2 separate regions of the Sus scrofa genome follow, and region 2 is linked to region 1. The links are chromatin contacts, called in public Hi-C maps. All regions are on one chromosome and are shown on one strand. Each heading gives the region's core, a stretch centred on a gene start, on an enhancer-like site or on the middle of the called end of the contact. The rest is flanking DNA. Distances are from core to core; before and after follow the strand shown.

Region 1 (4,886 bases), core at 1,706-4,205:
TTTTTTTTTTTCCTAATTAGCCTTCTTCCTGTTCTTTTACCTCATTATCATGTGGTGGCAACTGGTACAAAAGCTGTTTGATCCGGTGTTTCTCTCCAGGGCTGTTAACATAGGGAACCTTTTCCTCTGGTAAGCAAGCAAAATAGAGCTGGATCTGAGGGAGAGAGGAGAGGACACGTCAGCCCATGGGAAGCAAACACATTAGCTCATTCCACCTTAAAAAGATACCTGGCCTCTCAGGGTCTGGGTTTGGCCTCTGACAGGATTTGGCTTCTTGGAGCTAATGAGAAGACCAGCTGAGCCCACTCAGCAGCCCTGCACACCCTCCGGAGAGCCGGCATCCAGCTGCTCAATTGCTCTTCGGGAATGTGATCTGGAGTGACAATTAGGGGCATCCTTAATTATGCACCATAAAACACGCATGCTTCAGGCTACTCTGCGTAGGTGATCGCCCCAGGGTCAGCCAGGAGAGTTCTGCATGACTATAGGACATGACCACACAGGCCGTGTGACACTGTGCAAGATCCAGCTGCTACACAAACACACGGAATCTGCTCTCCAAATGTGCCACGATACAAAGACAAAAGCTGTTCTGTTAAACTTGGTAAATGCTCCCTTATCAGGTTTTTCTCAAGCTTCAGCTTTCTTTGCTTCCATGGGTGCCCTTTTCTAAATACCCGGAGTCAGCTTCCCCAAAGACACTAGAGGGAAGCCATATTAAGCTGTACTTAGTTCATTTTGAAAGGAGAACTCAGTCGATTTTTTTCCTATTGTATCTAAAGAAACATCCCTTCCGGAGTACTGCAAAGGATACGGCAGTGCTGAGGAAGAATGAAGAAAATTTCAAGGCAAAAAAACAGGACACTAGGGAAGTGAGGGCCTGCTGGCTTCAATCTTAGTTTATCTCCTAAAACCTCCTCACTCTAAGCCGCAAGAAGGATTCTCTCTCAATAAGGAGTTTGTCAAAACATTGCTTTCCTGCCTGGAGCACAGCTCTCTGCCCTCTCCTACTGTATCAGTCACAGGAGCTTGTACAGTTGTAAACACTGAATACAAGCTACAGGTGTAGCCAAGAATCGTGCTGGCCCCAGATGAAGCAAGAAGCCCTCTTCTCAAAGGAGTTCCCACCAATCGGGCAACACAACCACAATTCAGAAGCAAACATATGCCCAACCGGATCCTTGGATTTCAAACTATCTTGGCCCTTATATCCACCATGAGTAATTTTTAACAAGTTCATCTTTGTAAGGATACTGGGAAGCTAGAAACAGGTACACAGACTGTTCTCATCTTCCTAAAAATAATACAGCAAGACACAAAATTAGCTCTTTAATTTTTTTCCTAGTTCATACTGTGAGACAGAATCCTTCATGTGTAAAGTTATCAAAGGTCAAATCCCGAGCAATAACCCTTCAGATGGTCTCTTACAGCTTCTGCATCTCCTCTCCTCCAAAGCAAGGGCGCTGCTGAGAGCCAGCATGGAAACTTTCCTCTTACCTTTTACTACCTTTTTGTTGTTACTGAAGTTCTTAAAAAGGTTAAATTCCTCCCTCACCCTCCAAAGGGTCTCCCCAGAAATCCAGATGACAAATGCACAGGCAGGACTCTGGATTTTACTCATTAGGGCAAAAACAGCATCCCTACAGGGCTTCTGGGTCCAAGCGTACAAAAGGGATTGAAAACCTGCATTGAGAAACTAAGTGTGACCTTAAAAAGCAACCACTTAAAACCATCTAAAAGAGAGTGAGGCCGGGAGTTCCTGCTGTGGTGCAGTCGTTAATGAATCCGACTAGGAACCATGAGGTTGTGGGTTCAGTCCCTGGCCTTGCTCAGTGGGTTAGGGATCCTGCGTTGCCGTGAGCTGTGGTGTAGGTTGCAGACATGCTTGCATCCCGTGTTGCTGTGGCTCTGGCGTGGGCCGGCAGCTACAGCTCTGATTAGATCCTAGCCTGGGAACCTCTATATGCCATGGGTCTGGCCCTAGAAATGGCAGAAAGAATAAACGAAAACTCTTTAAAACATTAGATCACGTGGGAAGCCAGGAAGGCGGGTGGCTAGCCTGGTACCTGCTCTGGCCTAAGGCCCGGAGGCACCCAGGCGTACTCCTCCAGCGCACAGCCCGAGTCGTCGTCCGACGTGGAGCTCCGCTGGCACGCGAAGGCGAGTTTGCTCATCTTGGGCTCCATCTCCAGAGGCAGGACCACCGAGTCCCACGACGGCTTCTCAGTCACGGGACATCCAACAACGGCTGCTGGGGACAACAGTGCAAAAATGAAAGAGAGGCACCTGAAGGCACGCTCTTACCCTCCCAAAGCTTTTTTTGGGGGGGGGGGCACACCCACAGCATGCGGACGTTCCCATCAAACCCGCACCCCAGCTGTCCCTGGAGCCACAGCAGCAACCACGCTCAGCTCCCCCGTCTGCTCCTGCTGAGCCACCGGGAACCCCGCCCTCCGAGAGTTTTCACTGGTGCTCGCTCCCACACAGCGGGGCCCAGAGAAAGGGACCAAGTTACTAGTGTCGCCAACCCCGGCCCCGGGACCTCAGAACCTAGGGCTGCCCCGGTTGGAAAGAGGCCCCTTACCAGCTCAGCATTTCAGAAAATGCCACCCAAACTAGTTTATTTCCAGATGCCTTTAAAAGGTGCTTCTCTAAACTTTACAAAGGTTCTCAAGAAAACTGCTTTGCTGACTTAACTTCCCACAAATGAAATCCCTGCGAAGCCCCAGGAGGTGTAGACGGAAGTCAGGTTGGGTCTCTCGCCCTGCCCACTACTGTGTGCCATGAAGACTGGCTCCAGTCACCCCATTTCCTCATCCAGTTTCCCAAGAGAAGCAGGGTGCCTGCACAGAGTGGGTCCACTGGGCCGCTGTGCTAAGGTTTCAGGTTTCCAGTATAGTTTGAGAGGCAGTGAACTTGAGTTGACTCATAGAGAGGAAAAGGCACAGTTAAATCCTTACCCAGCACATTGAATCCACACGCCTTTACTATCTACGGGGTAAAGTCAGCCAGACATCGACTGATGAGTTCCTTCAACAGAAAGGCATGGACTCGGAGTACCAGGTTAAATTAAAATCCAGCTTGGTGACTGTTAGTGTTGATCTGTTACCATCAGGCTTTCACTGACAAGCTCTGCAGCACCTACCGTGTGTGACATGCTATCAGCCGGCTGCCGGCTCTGACACGCTCCTCAGATGAAGGCCTCTAAAGACACCAGCCCCTGACCTAAAACCCAGCAGGCACTTAGAAATCGCCATGTACGTCCCGTCTATCTTTCTAATGGTTCTTAAAAATTAGCCCTCATCCCCAGGCACTAAGAAGAAAAAAAGATATAAGCCTTTTAGAATCAAGTGCAGTTTTTGTTTTGCTTTTTTTTTTTTGTCTTTTGTCTTTTTAGGGTCACTCCCATGGGATGTGGGGGTTCCCAGACTAGGGTTCAGATCAGAGTTGTAGGCACCGGCCACAGCCACAGCCCAGCCAACGCCAGAGCTGAGCTGCGTCTGCGACCTACACCACAGCTCACAGCAACGCTGGATCCTTAACCCACTAAGCAAGGCCAGGAATCGAACCCAAAAGCTCATGGTTCCTCGTCAGATTTGTTTCCACCGCACCATGACGGGAACTCCTAGAATCAGATGCAGCTTTTTAATACCTGCCCCTTTCCCGCCACCAAAAAAGAAAGTTCTCGATAATTAGCCCAATCCAGTTTTATATATGTCTGGTCTATAGTCCTCCACTTTACCAGCGGAGTTATCGAAGGGTACGCAACCCAGCCCAATTTTAAAGAAAACACGGGAGTTCCCGTCGTGGCGCAGTGGTTAACGAATCCGACTAGGAACCATGAGGTTGCGGGTTCGGTCCCTGCCCTTGCTCAGTGGGTTAACGATCCGGCGTTGCCGTGAGCTGTGGTGTAGGTTGCAGACGCGGCTCGGATCCCGCGTTGCTGTGGCTCTGGCGTAGGCCGGTGGCTACAGCTCCGATTGGACCCCTGGCCTGGGAACCTCCATATGCTGCGGGAACGGCCCAAAGAAATAGCAAAAAAAAGACAAAGAAAGAAAAAAAAAAAAAAAAGAAAACACGGCACAGGGAAGGGACGTGACTTGCCCAGGGTCACGAAGCTAAAAGCCAATCTAGTCACACCGCGTGCCTGACACATCGACTTCCAGACATTCCTCTGCTGGAAAAGTCTCTCATCTGTTTCTACAAGTGGGAAAAACAGTGGAACCTAAACGCTGTCAGCCTGAGACTCAGCCGCTTGTCCGAATCTCTCTCAATGTACCTTGAAATACTTGTGTGAGAGTGTTACCTATTCAAACCCATGAGTGTTAAAACCTGGGATTCTTTTATCAATCAAAGGATGCTAAAAAATTAAAATGTTAACAGCACACAAATGGGAGGCTAAGCATCCACTGGCTACAGTCTCTACTAGATGTAGGAATAAGGCCACACAGCAGCTATTAATCCAATTATTACTTTTACCTTTCATTCACCTGGAACCAAAAGTAAAGACGACCCCGTTTTCTGCCTCAGCACTGGGAGGGTCCGACCTTTTAAACAGGGTATCATCTCACAGGTGCCGTTCATTCATTCCCCACTTAGGAAAGGGTTCCTGATCATCTGCGCGTTTCTTTTACGCCTCAATAAATAAAGGATGTGTTAGGAGCTCCCTGGTGGCCTAGTAGTTAGGACTTGGCACTTTCACCTGAAACACTGCAACCTGGGTCCAACCCCTGGTCTAGGAACTGAGATCCCACATAAACCTGCTGCGTGCTATGCCCCCCCCCAAAAAAAATTCCTACATGTCCAAGGAAGAGAACGAGAGGTTAAGAATTTAATTAGGAACTCACACACCCCCACCACAATGCCGGCCTTCAATGCAATTTAAT
Region 2 (4,952 bases), core at 1,088-3,587, 730 kb after region 1:
CTCTTTCTTCATCAAAACTTGAAATTGATTAGGGAGACAGTGTCATTTCCCTGTGGTTTTAAATGTGTTACATGGTAAGGGACAAAACTTGAAGAACATAAAAGCATGAAAATATTTGAAGGCAGCAAAAGTTATGACTTGTTCTTCAATTCTGAACCAAATACTTGTGGGAAAGACTATAATGACTAATCCCTTATCTGCAGAAGAAAAAAAAATTTGATTTCTTTCATCGCTTTGAAGTTCCTGATTACTTCTGGCTGTTTGCCCCATATTTTGATTTTGGGATAAGTCCGCAGGCTTTTCTTTCTTTCTGAGGTCCACTAGGAAAATCTTTCTGAAGACTTTTACCAGGATTTTATGTTTAACACTTGACAGTTAAAAGATTTTAGGAAGAATGTAGGTACCACTCAGTTGCAAAGCTCTATGACACTCGGCAGGAAGGTGTTTTGGACACAGTAGAGTGGCGTTGGGGACAAGAAGTGACAGCTGCAGCAAGAACACAGAGCATTACCTTTCTCCTGGCCTGAGGCATCCCTGTTCTTCCAGGTTCCAGCCTCCCTTTGGGATGGCTGGTTCCAGGGAAACATTAGGCTCCCCCTTGGAAAGGGATCAGACCTCTCCTTGGAACTGAGCTGAGACCATCCCATTGTCTTCAGTTATAAATTTTGGCAATTTTGATTCCATGTTATCAGTCGGAAGACATCTTTTCAGTCAAAATCTGGCATCTGCCACATTTTAGGTTGAAAGACGTCTTTCTCATTCTTTTTAAACAGCATCATTTTTAAATGCTGGCTTATTTCAGATTGAATTAAAATCAAACTCAGTAGAAAAGGAGTTTTGTATTTGTTCTTATTTGAATTTGGTTGGCAAATCCCTTTAAAGTGATGTGCATAGTAATTTTCCAAGAAGTGTTCTCCTGATTGCTTTTATTTATAAAAAATGGTATGTGTGTATTCAATGTTATATATTATTTTTACATTTGCAATCCTTTTTAAAATGCATTAAGGATTGTTTAGTCAATTTTAACAGATGAAAAAAAGTTATGCACAATTATATATGAAATACATGAGTGCCCTCTATCGTTCACTTCAAAGTAAAGCAGTTTTAGTAATCAAAGGATTTTTCTCTCTCCAGTGGCAAGAAACAAAATCAGCCACCTTTAATAATATAAGCTACTTGTCTTCCTTCTTTGAAAATTTGATATATAAATAAATAAATCATACATTTTACTGAGAGGAATTTATTTGAGAGTAATGAATTTTAAAATGAACACGGCTTTTTTTTTACAAGTTAAATGATATCCTTTATAATTACAACATTGATATCGGTTTTAATACATACTTTTCTTTAATCTCAGAGGGTACACTGAACTCAAGCGAACTTCGCTTTTAAAATGTTTCATTTTCATTTTGACCGAAATGATTGCACTGTGAGCAAGTTCTAATTTCCCAGAGAGTTAAATCTATAAGTGACAACGAAAGGAAAGCAACAGAAACATGCCCATTATTTGGAGCCAATAATTTCTTATATTGCTGCTCAGGGATGGAGCTGCACAAATAGACATACTGCAGTGCTATTAATTGTAAGGAACATTCGCTTATCTTTTCTGTAGCTCCGCCACTTTCCTCAAGAGGTTGCTGAACCAGACAAAATGTACCTAAGTCTTTGTGCTTGATATGAAAGACCAAATTGGGGCAGAGATTTCAGGATAGAAAGACATCAGGTCAGAAGAAATTCAATACTACTCTCAATGAGGATAATGAGGCATGATCTTCTAGGTGTCAGGTATCTCAAGCCACTTCAATTGCAGTTCCTTGAAATTTTTCTTTCATAAATTTTATTTGAGTATGATTAACTTAGAAAGATATGTTAGTTTTCAGGTGTAGAGCAAAGTAAATCCGTTTTACATATACATATACATATATCCGTTTCTTTTCAGATTCATTTCCCATATAGGTTCTTACACTGTATAGAGTAGATTACCCTGTGCTATACAGGAGGTCCTTGAAAAAGTAAGAAAGCATTGGGCTCTGCACAATTGCTTCCTGGAATCTCAAACGAGGTAGTCTTCACCATAAATCCATCACATCTGGCGTAAAATATTTCCTGAGGACACAAAGGGAAGTTATATTTATGGGAGAGATTTTTGCAAGAGCAGCACAGGTTTCTAAATCTAAGAATCTAGACCCTCAGTGCTTGTCACCCTCTCCACCAGGGTTTTATACTCTCAGCCAGTATGCCGATTGCCACATGAGATGTCTTGAGCTACTCCCTCTGCAGATGTCATGGTGACTTCCACCAGGTGGTAGAAATACTGCTAAGGATCAGATCGATTGGTCCCAGAGTGCAGAGAGGGAGCCCCTTAGCAGGTGGCTGAAGTTCTTGGCAGAGTCTAGGGCCATACATTCAAACTGAACATGATCTGATATGCAGTTCTTTCTCCATGTGCTGTGAATGATGCTCTCTAATTCCCATATTCTCTTTCACTAAGAAGTGTCTGCTAAGCAGTGTAGCCTAGATCGCAGGTCACTAAAAGTGAACCTGGTGTTGTGCCTTTATCAGGAAAATCCATACAATAACCGGAGTTATCTTCACAACTACTCTACAGAACAGAACCTACTACCACTGCCGTTTCGCACAGGGTGGTTAAGTAACTTCACCCATGGCATTGGTTAAATTCACCAGACAGAGTGAGAATTTGAAACTAGGAGCCCATTTCCAGAGTCTTATTACAGCCCTTCTCACCACACAAAATCTTCACTGTTTTTCAAGGTTCTGTTCATAAACTATATATCTCAGAAGCCTTTCTTAAATCATTTTAATGTCTCTCTCTCCTGAACTTCCATAATACTATCTTTTAATCTTTCTTTTTGTGTGTGTTTTTATTTTTTTAATAGTTATTTCCCCAATACAATTTTTTTCTACTGTATAGCATAGTGACCCAGTTACACATACATGTACACATTCTATTTTTATACATTATCATGCTCCATCATAAGTGACTACACATAGTTCCCAGTGCTACGCAGCAGGATCTCATTGCTAATCCATTCCAAAGGCAATAGTTTGCATCTATTAACCCCAAGCTCCCCAGCCACCCTGCTCCCTCCCTCTCCCCCTTGGCAACCACAAATCTATTCGGCAAGTCCATGATTTTCTTTTCTGTGCCTTGAATTAGGTTCATCTGTGCCTTGTATTAGATCCCAGATATAAGGTCTAGAGCCAGAATAGGCAACAGAGCACAAAGGTTAATCCCAGATATAAGGTCTAGAGCCAGAATAGGCAACAGAGCACAAAGGTTAAAGTGTTAAGGAACAGATCTTACTTGGAGCCAGATTTGTTCTTCTCTATTATAACGTCTTCAATTAATGCAGTTATTATTAACAATTAGTTTTAATAAAGAAGTAACTTGTTGATCTACTTTACACCATTACGGACAGAATAACTCAGAGACTGTCCACTGTGTACGAAGAGTTTCTGGGGAGCATTTTAGTATAAAACTTAGAGGCAAGTACTATAGACAAAAAAAAGGCAATAGATCATTTATACAACAGCAATGGACTAATAGTGTAAAGAATATGAAATTTTCTGATGTTTGAATATGGGGAGCCCCTTGGAATAGGTTTCAGATGATTCTGCAGAAAAACTGGCAGAAAGAGCTCAGAGACATGGAGTTTCTTAAAAATGAACCAGGATCCAGTTTCCTTTCATTCATCAAATATCCTCCCCAGGGGTTCAACTTGACTGGGAAAGATGAAACATTTTTAATATTATTATTTTCTGGGTTAATTTTTTTTTTCTTGAGGAACTCTCTTTAAGGTGCTGTCCAGATCTGACCTTGTTTATCAGATAAAATTAAACTAAATAGCATTAAGTTGTTTTGACCATTAATGAAGGATTTGGAAAATGGTCGTCTAGAGTCCATGAGAAGTTGCAGTTATGGTGAGTTGATTGAGATTGTGCGTGGTACACCACTTGAATTTCTTCTACTTGGCCCATCTCAACAGATAACTTCTAGCAAATTCAAATTTGCAAAACAAATAAAATAATCTGACAGCTTGTAAGGGTGGGAAAGGATGTTGGCCCTTTTCCCTAAAGGCTTATCTCATAGAAAGGCAATATATTATACAAAAAAGAGAAATATAATTCAACATTTCTCTGCCAGAAAAGGCAGCCAAATTTTTTATATTGTTCCAGGAAGAAAATGATCTTTCTGCAATTTCCATTTACTCCTTCCTTACCCAGAGTAGGACTTTACTCCTTTGGAGACTGAAATGGTATTGCAACATTTTCAGGAAGTGATCATTAAAGTATGAAGAAGTCTCATTGCACAAAACCTCAGCCTCCCTCCTTTTTCTCAGTTGAAACCTATTGAAGTCTTTAGCTTCTCTGCTCTTCAGTTTTGGCTTCCTGGTTACCTACATCATCTGTTTCTCTGCTTTGTCTGACCCTTCACCACAGCACTGTGGTGTTCATTGTAAAAACATGTGTGCCAGAATGAGCTCACACTGATTATCATAGAGCAGGTAATTCCACAGGGATTTTATTATAATTGAGCAATAGTTCTTGTATACCTACATAAAAAATTTATCTGGAAAGCAAATTACAGTAGAGTATTTCCCCAAGGCTCTTAATAAAATTATCTATTTTTAGGAATTCGCTCTACATGTTGGGGCTCTAAACTAATTAGCTCAATAATATTGAAAAGAAATAGGATGAAAGAGGCAGAACTGTTTATTTTCAGTCCAAAGCTTGACTTATTAGTAGCACTGTGTCCCTATTGTGCCACCCTGGAGCATATAAAGTAATTGGAGTAGAGTAGATAGGAAACTAAATTGAAAACTAACCATCTGCTAAGTACATATGTTGCCATTATTTTACCTGACTCCAACCTTCATCATATATTTGAGTAAAGGTAGAGTAAGCATTTAGTTCTCCTATTCAGTGGCTTA

The links. A called contact is a pair of places that touch in the nucleus more often than the background predicts.
Region 2: a contact with region 1 is called in a Hi-C map of omental adipose tissue, with 2.9 times the contacts expected there. The contact joins two enhancer-like sites. A contact is called at or near these places in 16 of 47 Hi-C or Micro-C datasets (adipose tissue, alveolar macrophages, embryonic fibroblasts and 10 more) and 1 of 2 datasets of contacts at active chromatin or transcription factors (skeletal muscle).

What each region holds. Positions count from the first base shown.
Region 1 is chr5:73,717,381-73,722,266 of Sscrofa11.1, forward strand. PRICKLE1 (prickle-like protein 1) reads right to left here. Exons shown (of 8, transcript XM_021092560.1): 2 at 2,067-2,248; 3 at 41-154. The coding sequence starts at 2,186. Among named protein-coding and RNA genes, the nearest start is that of PRICKLE1, 110 kb to the right of the region's middle. Within about 2 kb of position 2,956, at least 3 of the 83 cell types and tissues checked have an H3K27ac peak or open chromatin away from gene starts, as enhancers often do. A contact at or near this core is called in omental adipose tissue, where this site is marked.
Region 2 is chr5:74,444,489-74,449,440 of Sscrofa11.1, forward strand. No RefSeq gene overlaps it. Among named protein-coding and RNA genes, the nearest start is that of ADAMTS20, 230 kb to the right of the region's middle. Within about 2 kb of position 2,338, at least 2 of the 83 cell types and tissues checked have an H3K27ac peak or open chromatin away from gene starts, as enhancers often do. A contact at or near this core is called in omental adipose tissue, where this site is marked.